Linked DNA regions of Nothobranchius furzeri: region 2 is linked to region 1. The links are chromatin contacts, called in public Micro-C maps. All regions are on one chromosome and are shown on one strand. Each heading gives the region's core, a stretch centred on a gene start, on an enhancer-like site or on the middle of the called end of the contact. The rest is flanking DNA. Distances are from core to core; before and after follow the strand shown.

The links. A called contact is a pair of places that touch in the nucleus more often than the background predicts.
Region 2: a Micro-C map of tail fin shows a contact between it and region 1, with 7 times the contacts expected there. The contact joins the promoter of dnaja3a here to the enhancer-like site in region 1. A contact is called at or near these places in 2 of 2 Hi-C or Micro-C datasets (skeletal muscle and tail fin).

Annotation. Positions count from the first base shown.
Region 1 is chr12:57,785,410-57,790,919 of NfurGRZ-RIMD1, forward strand. coro7 (coronin 7) reads right to left here. Exons shown (of 28, transcript XM_015945575.3): 10 at 1,225-1,279. Among protein-coding and RNA genes, the nearest start is that of pam16, 20 kb to the left of the region's middle. Within about 2 kb of position 3,137, at least 2 of the 3 cell types and tissues checked have an H3K27ac peak or open chromatin away from gene starts, as enhancers often do. A contact at or near this core is called in tail fin, where this site is marked.
Region 2 is chr12:57,924,127-57,929,313 of NfurGRZ-RIMD1, forward strand. dnaja3a (DnaJ heat shock protein family (Hsp40) member A3a) reads left to right here and starts at 3,194. Exons shown (of 11, transcript XM_015945583.3): 1 at 3,194-3,440; 2 at 4,308-4,444; 3 at 4,518-4,601; 4 at 4,692-4,898; 5 at 4,978-5,130. The coding sequence starts at 3,236. It overlaps coro7 (coronin 7), which reads right to left and starts at 2,931. Exons shown (of 28, transcript XM_015945575.3): 1 at 2,752-2,931; 2 at 1,072-1,168; 3 at 812-892; 4 at 175-245. The coding sequence starts at 2,811.

The DNA.
Region 1 (5,510 bases), core at 1,887-4,386:
AGGTCGATTATGGATATCTCTTAACTTGTGCTTTCCATATCACAAGACTCCTGGTGCCTCTGAGGACACAAGACTGCTTATCTATCTCCTTTTAATAAAGTTATCTTTTGTTTTGGGCTCATAGAATAACTTTTCTAACTTTACAAGGTATTTACAGTCATATCCTGTGTACCTACAATATGTTTTAAATGTATACATTTATAATGCTGAATACTTTACTGTAATGAATAATGAGTTAACATGGATATTAATTCCTATAATGACTTATTTCAGATCTTATTTACACCACATTAGTCTACTTGTTGAATGTAATAATGATTTTAATGATCAGTATATTCACACATTAATAATATGATTATGAATGCTTAATATATTTACTTCACAATAATGTTTAATAAGATTTACTCCACATTAGGTGAAACAACGTTCTTAGAGTGGAGAGTGGTGTCTGAGGTCTTTGATAACCACCCACTTCAAACTTGTTAAGCTCTGATTTGTCCAAATTGATAAATAATAGTTTTTAAAAAATAATTCGCTTCCTGGATTCATTGAGTTCTGCTCTGCTCAGCCCGGCCAAGCTGAGCCAGTAAAGCATTGAACCGTCCTTCAAGGTCAAACCTTCTTTGCAAAACTGCCTCAGATGCAAAACTTCATCTGACCGCATTCACCCTGAGGGCATCCTAGACCTAGAAACTAGAGATCCTCCCTGACCTTCTGTCTTCAAGAAACTCATTCTTGGTTTATATCCAGCCTCCTCACACTGAACATCTCTACTGACAGTTCAAAATTCTGTTCATCACTTTCAAAGCTCTTCATAACCAGGCTCCATCTTCCATATCTGAACTTATTCACATCACGACTCCTGTCCGCTCACTTTGCTCCTCAACTTTCAGCTCCCTCCACCTGCCTCATCACTTTGGGGAGTGGGGCATGCAGCCGCTCTGCTCCCCACCTCTGGAATTCTCTCCCCCCTGAACTTTGCACCACTCATCCTCTTCCAAACTTCAAATCCAAACTCAAATCTTACCTATTCAGATTATCCTACAACAGTTTTAACGTTTTTATTTGTACATTTCTGTTTCATATGTTTGTGTTGTTTTTGCTCTGTGTATCTGCCTTGTTGCCCTTGGCTGTCCTGAAAGGTGCTTTTTAATAAAAATTATTATTATTATTATTATCATCATCATCACAGTGTAAATAAAAAGATGTTTATGTACAGCGTACCATGCCAGAGAGGAGGAGCAGACCGGTGTCTTCATCAAAGAGGGGGATCACAATCCTGCAAGGAGAGAAAAGTGCATTTAATTCTCCAGGTGGAAGTTCCTCTTTTGTACCACTAGATGGCAGAGTGTGTCCAGTTATGGGCTAGGAGCGAACAGGGCATTCATGAGCTGCTGCTGAGTTTTCCACTGGCATTTCCTCTTACTTGGAAAATTCATGAAGTTGTTTATTTTAAAACCATAAAAAAGATTTAAGACTATTCTGCACTTGGAAAAAAAATAAGGATTGGAGCTGGAAACACCAGGCTTTATGTGGGGTGCAGCTCAGAGATGTTTGTGTGATTTCATCCAGAGAGATTTGTGGACATTCACGTGTTTAGCTAGTGGGAGCAAAGCCTCGTTCCCAGAGAAAACACACACATGCACGAGGAAAACATGCAAAACTCTGGTCAGAAAGCCTGCAGCCGGGTTTTAAACCTGCAACCTTCTTGCTGTTGGTAACAGTGCTTCTAACTGCACCACTATGCCACCCAGATGCTGAAATATTACTTATATTACTGTGTTCTTCTCTGATTAATTACCAACATAGCTTTCTGTTCCTTTAAAGATGTCTAGAATATTTAAGACCAGAACAATCAATCAACACATTTAATTTGCTGTCCCAGCTTCATTTCAGACTTTTATGCAGGTCTAAACAAGCGGAGTCACCTGCTGCCTTGTGAATTACGAGGGCTGGGATTTAATAAGGAAATATACAACTGGACTTCCAAAGCAAAGGAATATTTGCACACACATCGGGAATGACGGAAATGGGCCTTATTTTCTGATGTGTTTTGTGTCTCCTTGTGTTCCAGAGCGGTTTCTAGAACCGGGCCCGGCCGGGACACTTCCAGGTATCGGCTCACGCTGATGACCTCGTGTAATGGTGCTATTCTAAGGGAACAGCACTGGAGCCTGACGCCCGCTGACGTAATGCTGTCACGTTGAGAGCAGGAGGTTTGGACCCAAAATGCAGAATACCAGAACAACTCGGGCAGGAGCGGTTGAATAAATAAAAAGGATTTTCATTAGGATGACGAGCGAATATCCAACGGGCAGGAAGCCAAGCCTAAAGTCTAGAAAACACAATGGCAAAAACAAAAGCTCATTTATGAGCAAGAACCTATAGCAGGGCACCCCAATCCTGGTCGTGGAGGGCCGGTATCCTGCATGTTTTAGTTTGAACTCTGTTTCAACACGCCTGATTTCAATCAGCAGCTAATTAACAGGTTTCTGCAGAGCCTGATGAGCTGCTGCACAGGTGTTTCAACCACTGAATAAAGTCTGTTGGAGCAGAAAAACCACTAAACCTGCTGGATACCACCCCTCCAGGACCAGGATTGGGGACCCCTGACCTAGAGTTTCTAGAGGGGGCCAGAATAGCACTGACAAAGACAATGGACCGACACATACTGAGAGACAAGACAGGGTTTTATACACAGAGGGAAACAGGTAACAGGTGTGAGTGGAGTGTGAGCTGAAGGGATCAGGAGAGAGGGGAAGGAACACATTGTACCAAAGGGAAATACTAACTAGATAATATAAATATACAGAGAACTAAAGATAAGTGAACTAACAAATCTGAAATTAGACACCAGAACAAACAAAACACTAAATCTTCAACTTGGGAAACTATAAGAGACCAGCACCGAAAGAGAGGGAATCTATGGGGAGCTGGGGACCAAAGGGGCACAGACGATTTGGGGACACATGAGGGAAACCTAAAGGAAAACCTGGAGGGCGAACTGGAGGGGACTGGGGGACCAAAAGGACACAGAACATGACTAATGCTCCCCGTTTGACAACATAATGACAGGGTTAGTTTGGCAGCGTTAGCTGAAGCTCACGGTGACACGCACAGCCTTTCCAGAGAGCGAAACATGTCACAGGCGAAGGGAAGAGCGTGTGACAATGAGTCATTAATTCATCTGACCGGTTACAAACCAAGAGCCGTTCGCTTTTCTGTCGCCACGGCTCAGTTGATAATAACAAAAAGTTTGATTGTCAGTTCTACATTTCCGTCTGAATATTTTCACAGGAATGTTTTTGTTTACAGTTGCAGCTGACAAATGATTCATCGATGAATCATTCAGGTACAAAAGTCACCTGAAGCTAAGGACGGAGCCAGCGTTTGTCAATGGGTGACAAACGACAGAACACATCTTTGTTATTAGCAGCGTGCTGAAACAGGAGATCTTTTGCTCACACAACCTGAGTCGCACCTAACATAAAACCGCAGATTTATAGTTTATAAAAGAGTCAGGCAGCTGTATGGAAATAAAAATGAATACATTTCACCACCAAGCTGAGAAAGATCACAAGTTAGAAGGTCTGGCTTCTGGAAAGCCAAACAAAGAATGAAGAGATGAATCCGCTTATTTACACATGTGGTAAGAGACATTTATTTAGTGGTCCTTTGGTGTTTGTGCAGTAATAATCACAGAAACCTCGTTACAGGAGAAGCTCATAAATGAATGGTTTTATATAACGAACCCAAATGTTTATAAAAATGTCTGAGGTCAGAACTGTCTGGAGGTTTTAAATCCCAACTGGATTATTGAACGTTGTGTTGTTTGTGTCGGAGTATGAATGAATGAATGAATGAATGAGCAAATCTGACAGCAGCTGATGTGTGGACACGCTGACAGACTAGTCCTTCTAGTGACTCCGCTACAGGTGAACGGGCCTAAACCTTTTGTCCTGCCAGGTGCGAAATGTGAGGTAAAGCAGTCAGATCTTCCTCTGCTGGCCTTACACCTGGTGTGAGGTCAGTGAGCGTGTGGGCATGACTCAGACCTGAGTCCCCTTCCCCCACCCCTACCCCCAGGCTTGTGAAGTCAGCGAGGGGCAGCCACGCTTCATTAGGTCCAGTCCATATTCCTGTGTCCCAGTTGGTCCACAGGAAGCCTCTAAGCACCTCAGTCCCGTCCCCGTCCCCCCACCCCCCCACCTCTCTGAGGTCTTATCTCTGGTTTTCTCGCAGGAGAGAAACAAGTCAAGCATCTACATAGTAGCAGAGCCCAGTCACTGTTCATGCTCCACCTCACCTGCAGCCAGCTTTTCCCACACATTAAAGCTCGTGTAAACATGTACGCGGGAGCTAAGGATGCGGCTCACTCGTGTGTGTAATTTTAACAGAAACACGTTATTGCTGCTGTAAGTTCTTCATGCGGCTCTCGCTTGCATGGGCTCAGTATGAATGAGAAGAAAAACATTCGGACTTCATTCAGAAAAAGCTTTAAACAGCATAGTGAGTCCAGCCTCACACACTCATCTAGATAACTAAAATAGTTCCCTGAACCCAGAGGATCGGTCTGGTAGCACAATAAGAACCTGAGAAAACACCAGTAGCTGCTAAGTAAACTCCATCTGCTGGTGTCCCGAGACATTTCAGATTCCCCCAACACTGTGATGATCCAGAAATCCCCTCCCAGTTTCTGCAGCGCGGCTCATAGCAGAGTTTACATAAACCAGAGAGAGAGGGAGAACGTCTGCCATCGCCTCATACAGACCAGAGCCAACATCTTAACATGACCTTCTGCTCGTGACAGCAGCCTTCAGCACCAGCAGATATGATGGGTAAATTACTCGTCTGCACATCTGTGTTTGTGAGTCTCAGACCAATCAGCTAAATGAGGATGCTGTTGTCATTTAATAATGTATTAGATAAGAGTAAATCTCTGAAATAACTGACTAACGGAGGGCCAGAACCAACGGACAAGCGGATGACAGACATCTAAAGAGGTGAGGTAAATATAATTGGGCATCTGGACACACAGAAGGGGTCCACTCCTCCATAAAATACATCAGCATCACATTTCTTTATGAAAAAGCCCCCAAACCACTGCGTCCTCTTGTGTGTGAGCACCATCGACATATAAATATTGGACAATGGGTTTCCATAGACTCCAATAACACGTTTTTGTGCTAAAATGGGAGGTGGCCACCACCGCCACCGCCATTTTGACCGTGTCACAGGTTCCGTTAAGCCGAGACAATTCCACAAAAGGGAGGAGAGGAGGAGCTGAGGGTGGGGCTGTAAGGCTGGGATCAACTGACCACACCCGGTCGAACTAGCTACTAGCTAACCTGAAGCTAACCCAACGCTAACGCGGAGGTGGGAGCTAAGCTAACGGAGGTAGCAACCTAGCTACAACCGGAGCTAACTCTGTGGAACACCAGAGCTTCTGAGTCAGAGCTACGCCGGGCTGACTGCTGGGTAAAACCGGGTGGAACACAGAGGTCTCCAAG
Region 2 (5,187 bases), core at 1,944-4,443, 140 kb after region 1:
GCACGCCTGTCGCTGAGGAGAACGTCCTCAAAAAGGTTTAAACAAAACCCAAAGCTTTCACTCCTGCCAAGAACAACAACGTTCTGAAGGTAGGAAAATAAAATGATGTTGAGTGTACCGCAGGAAAGAAACCCACAAAGAAAGATCAAGGTCGTGCAGAAAGGAGGACACTACCATTTCATCTGCAGAGCAGGTGGCCAGAAGACCGGCATCAAATGGAGAAAAGTCCATATCAGTCACCAGATCTGGTGGGAAGGAAGGAAAAGCAGATGTGAGTCACAGCTGTTTGGCTAAAGGGAAACGTTTGCAGTCGTTTTTATTTATTGTCTTAAATCTGCTGAATAAAGCAAACACAATTAACCAGTAACAGCACAGCCTTTAACGTTGGATCTCTGCACATATCACATGACTCATGTCATGTTTTTAAACATTAAATCACTAATCGAAAGGATGAAAATAGAAATACATCAAGAAATCAGCAGGTGAGTGGATCGGTTCTGCAAAAATCAGATTTTTTTTTTTTGGTCCGTGAACGCAACATTGACCAATAATAATAGAACACCAGTAACAGCTGTTATAACAAAGTAAAGATCTTACATGTGGAAGTTTTTACTTCCAGGATCTGAATTTTCCATTTGAATGACTTTGTTAAATGTAGTTATTTGAAATGTGAAAGCTGTGCAGGCATCGTAATCCTGCATGAGCCCATTAAGAGTTATTCTCCTCTTAAATAGTGTAACTGCATTGTCAGAATCTTTGGTCATTTAAATTAAACATGTGCAAAACAGGAGGGACATACGTAAAAACTTACCAGCATGGCAGGAAATCTGGGCGACTGTCCGTTGGCCATTTGAACCAGGTGTGACTGAAGTCAGGCCCACTAAGCCCCCACCTGCAGATATGTGCAACATACAGAAAATGGATTAAATCCTATTTATGATACATAAATAAGCTCTATTTAGTGAGGGTCCACTGAGGCTTTAATAAATCCAGGCATAAATAAGCAGAACAAACACAAACCAAGCTAAAAGCATTAATGCATTAAGGTCGGTGTCACTCCATTAGTCATACCAGCCTGATCGGTGTTAAAAGCTACCAGCTTGGAGCTTGCTTTGATGCGGTTCCCCTGGCTGGAAAAGGAGCCAGCGCTCACATCGCTGATCCATTCCTGAATTACAAAACAAGAGGAGCATGAGAAAAAAGATCATAAGAATGCAGGGAGAAAACAGACTGTTTCATAGTGTCAAGGAGAACACACAACAAAGTTATTATAACTCTTTGTAAACAGGAAGGACCTGAGTGCAGACATTTCAGAAAGAGCAGAGCTGAGGAAGAAGAAGTGCTCCCTGCGCGGCACAGCAAGCAACTTTTAAAGCTGTTGTGCAACCTGCAGCCTGAGGACCTCTCAGAGACAGCTTCTCTCTGAAAAACATTAGTCGTTTGGTTTGTGTAGCTCTCCAAGTGGCATTCAAAGACGTGCATGAATGTTTAAACAGCTTCTCTCGAAAGAAAAATGAGACCTGATTTTAAAAAATGAAAAAAGTCTTCCTAATAATTCAGCTGATGGGTTAGAAATTATAGCACAGCACTAAGAGAGCTCAGGGCAGTCTTAGATTCTGACATGTTAAGAATCCTAACAGTAACATCAGACAAAGCATCACACCGGTTACCTGGAACAAGACGTGCCTCACTGGAAACAAGAACCTGGCAGCATGACCAAAGTTTGCAAATTTGCAAAGAAACACAGGAACAGAAAAAAACGAATCCCACCTGCTTTCCAGCACGGTGGTGGAGGATTAATGATGTGTGACTGATAACACCTGACAACCATGTAGTCGCTGAGCTGACCATTTGCTGTCCCCCGCTCAACAGCTGAAACATTGCTCAGATTAGGTCATAGGAGTACTAATCTACAACTACTAGTTTAATTATTTAACTCGCTGAGTTTTGGGTTTAACTGTAACGCACTCGCTCATATTTAGAAAGTGATTTAGCAACAGGAGCATCAAAAGACGAGTGGAAGGACATCTGAGGACAAAGATATTCCTCTTTACCTTGCTTAAAAGTCTCTCCTTCCTCCCCTGTGCCTGGTCACTGACTCTGCCTCGTGTCCTATTTTCACTCGTGCAGTGTTTGAAACGATAACACGTGACTCAGTCACGGTGACTGCAACAGCACGGCCAACTCAAGTGCAGGTTTAACATTCACAGGAGCAAGGCACCACCTCCACGTCCGCCAGTGGATGCAGGAGTTACGTAAAAGACAAAGTAAAAGGAAGCTGCGTGCTCTGTAACTTTGAACTGAACGAAGAGAGACAAACAGATTTGTATGCAAGACGTTTGAAATGTGGTCCAGACACGTCGACTCTTGCAACAATTGTTGTCTAGCAGCCATTCCAGCTGATAGCATCCAACATTTTTTTAATTCTGTCTTTCTCTCTGATTCCCAGCAAACCATAAAAAATCTAAACGAGCACAGAAAGCAGAGGATAAATTAACATTAGTAATAGACGTGTAATAGGTGTAAATTAACATACATCCCTATTTATGCTAGCTCTTCCATTCCTTTATTAGGTAATGTGGTAGAAAATGTGTTTTATATTCTCGTGCTGTCTCCTTGTTTTGGGCTTCCAGATGCAGGAAGTGCAACATCCCTTAGCGGACAGGCGTTTCCCAAAGTAGCTCTGCTTTTTACCTGTGATAGGGTGTTAGCTAGGAGAGCTTTTTATCTACCTGCTAGTGCGCTACTTACATCTTTCTTGGCTATTCTCGGAGTGGTGTTTTTGAATTTGGAGGTCTTAAACCGATTCATCTTGCCCTCTCAAACTGACTTTGGTGCCTTCCGGGTGTCTCAGTCGAGCGGGTTGGTGATACTGCACTGTGCTCCAGTTGCAGCTGACAGCTTCAGGTTTGCCGCGCAGTGTTTGCTCGCTTTGACTTTCCGAGCTGTCCGATTGGGCGGAGACTTTCCTCAGCTAACCAAAACGATACGGTTCTCTGTCACGTGCAACCCCGGAACATAAATCAGTTGCATCACTGATTACTTGTCAGCTGATTCTGAAACCAAATAATTAATAATTGAATTTAGTTGTGTCTGTTTTTACTTTTATTCATTATGTTTGGAGTGTTTAAAAATAAACAATTAAAAATTATATAAAAGTTACTATTTTACTCAGAGCGCAGTAACGCCCTCTCCGTCTTGGGCATGCGCAGTGTATCTAGAGCCGGTGAGAACGATGGCGTCTTCAGCTGCTATCTGTTCCTCACGTTGGATTACATCCGTCGTGTCCTCTGGACCTCGAAGGGCAGCCGGTTCCCTTTTATCCTCTGATAATGTGGGGTTCCGGCGGTTTTCTACCCTGGGAGAGGGGTACCTGTGCCGCGGAAGGGGCCAGTTGTGCGGCGAAGAAGGAAAAGCGTTGACATTGAGAGGGCTGTCAGGTGGTGTATCTCTGCCAAGGCTAAGCTAGGCTAGGCTAAAGCTGCAACTCCTTTCTGAAACGACGTAAAACTAAAACAACTACTTCAAAGTTAACCTATATTAGCCCAAAATCTCTGTAGTGGTGTTTTAAGTTTATAACACTCACATATTCACTCAAAAGCGCATTAAGCATGTTGTTTAAACGACATGTAATCAGGTCACTACTTTCTGACTGGGTGATCTGGTGCAGGTCATTTCTAATATTTAATTGTGCTTTTTGTTTTTATTTCGTTGACTACCTCCACCTTTGATATGATTTACAGTTTAGCCATGTAACAATAATAGCTTCCAAGATAAGTATTTATGTTAATACCAACGTGTATCTAGTGTAATGATTTAGAGTTGCCACAGTGCCACCAGCACTAGTGACGGCGCGTCCTAGCTGGTTATGTACAGTAATGTGTTAAAAATCTAATCCATTCCTCATTTCCTGCTACTTTACTTCCTGACTGTTGTAATTGAAGTCTTAGACGGAGGCAGTTTTACCCTTTTAGGCTGTTTTACCCTTTTCTTCAGTCCACCCACCACGGTGTGCTTAAACAAAAGAAAATTACTACAGTTGAACTCTCTCTGACCAGACACGGGTCCTGAGGGATGCTTTGTCCTGATCATCTTTGGATACCTGAAGAACTTTTGATCAAGATGACGTTCAAAGCAAAGTATAAAGTCGTTAGTTGTTGTTTCATAAGTGTATTTTATCATAATAAATAATCAGACTCACAGCATTTGAGACCGAGATGGACCTTATTAGGGTTTCTCCATAACTAACCTAACAGCTTCAGCTACAGCACTGTACTTACCCTCTCACTCTGTTGGACACCTTTCAGGCCTCAAACCCACCCACGCCGTATACACAGCGTCCTTCCACACAAGTGTCCCTTGGAGCAGCAAGCAAGACTTCTACCAGGTTCTTGGGGTACCTCGCACCGCAACTCAGAAAGAGATAAAGAAAGCGTACTATCAGGTCCGTTCCTGCCTGAGCGACCTTTAGCTGGTCTGCTATCTCAGTCATTGACGTTGTTTTCTGTGTAAACTAGATGGCCAAAAAGTACCACCCTGACACCAACAAAGAGGATCCACAAGCTAAAGAAAAATTTGCTCAACTGGCTGAGGCATATGAGGTTTGACTTCAGGCTTGCAGACACATGAACTGGAGTTTTCTTAAAATGAATGAATATCTTTTTTTAACCCTTGCCCTTTGGTCCTTGCAGGTTCTTAGTGATGAAGGGAAGAGGAAGCAGTACGACACTTATGGCTCAGCAGGGTTTGATGCTGGTCAGGCAGGAGGAGGGCAGCAATACTGGAGAGGACAGGCCAGCCACATGGACCCAGAGGAGCTTTTCCGCAAAATCTTTGGAGAATTTTCCGGAGGCCGAGGCTTTGGAGACATCAACTCCATGTTTGATCAGCCACAAGAGGTTAGAGGGATGTGGGTAAAGGAAAATAGAGGTGTATCATTTAGCGTGGTTGTTCACTGACTTGTTCTGATTTTTGCAGTATATGATGGAGCTGACATTCACTCAGGCTGCAAAGGGAGTCAACAAGGAGTTGCCTATCAACATAGATTTGACGTGCCCGCGCTGTGACGGTAAAGGCCATGAGCCGGGCACCAAGGTTCAGCACTGTAACCACTGCAACGGCTCCGGCATGGTAGGGACTCTCACACTTTGTTGTCATAATGTAAAACGCATTTCTAAACACGTGCTA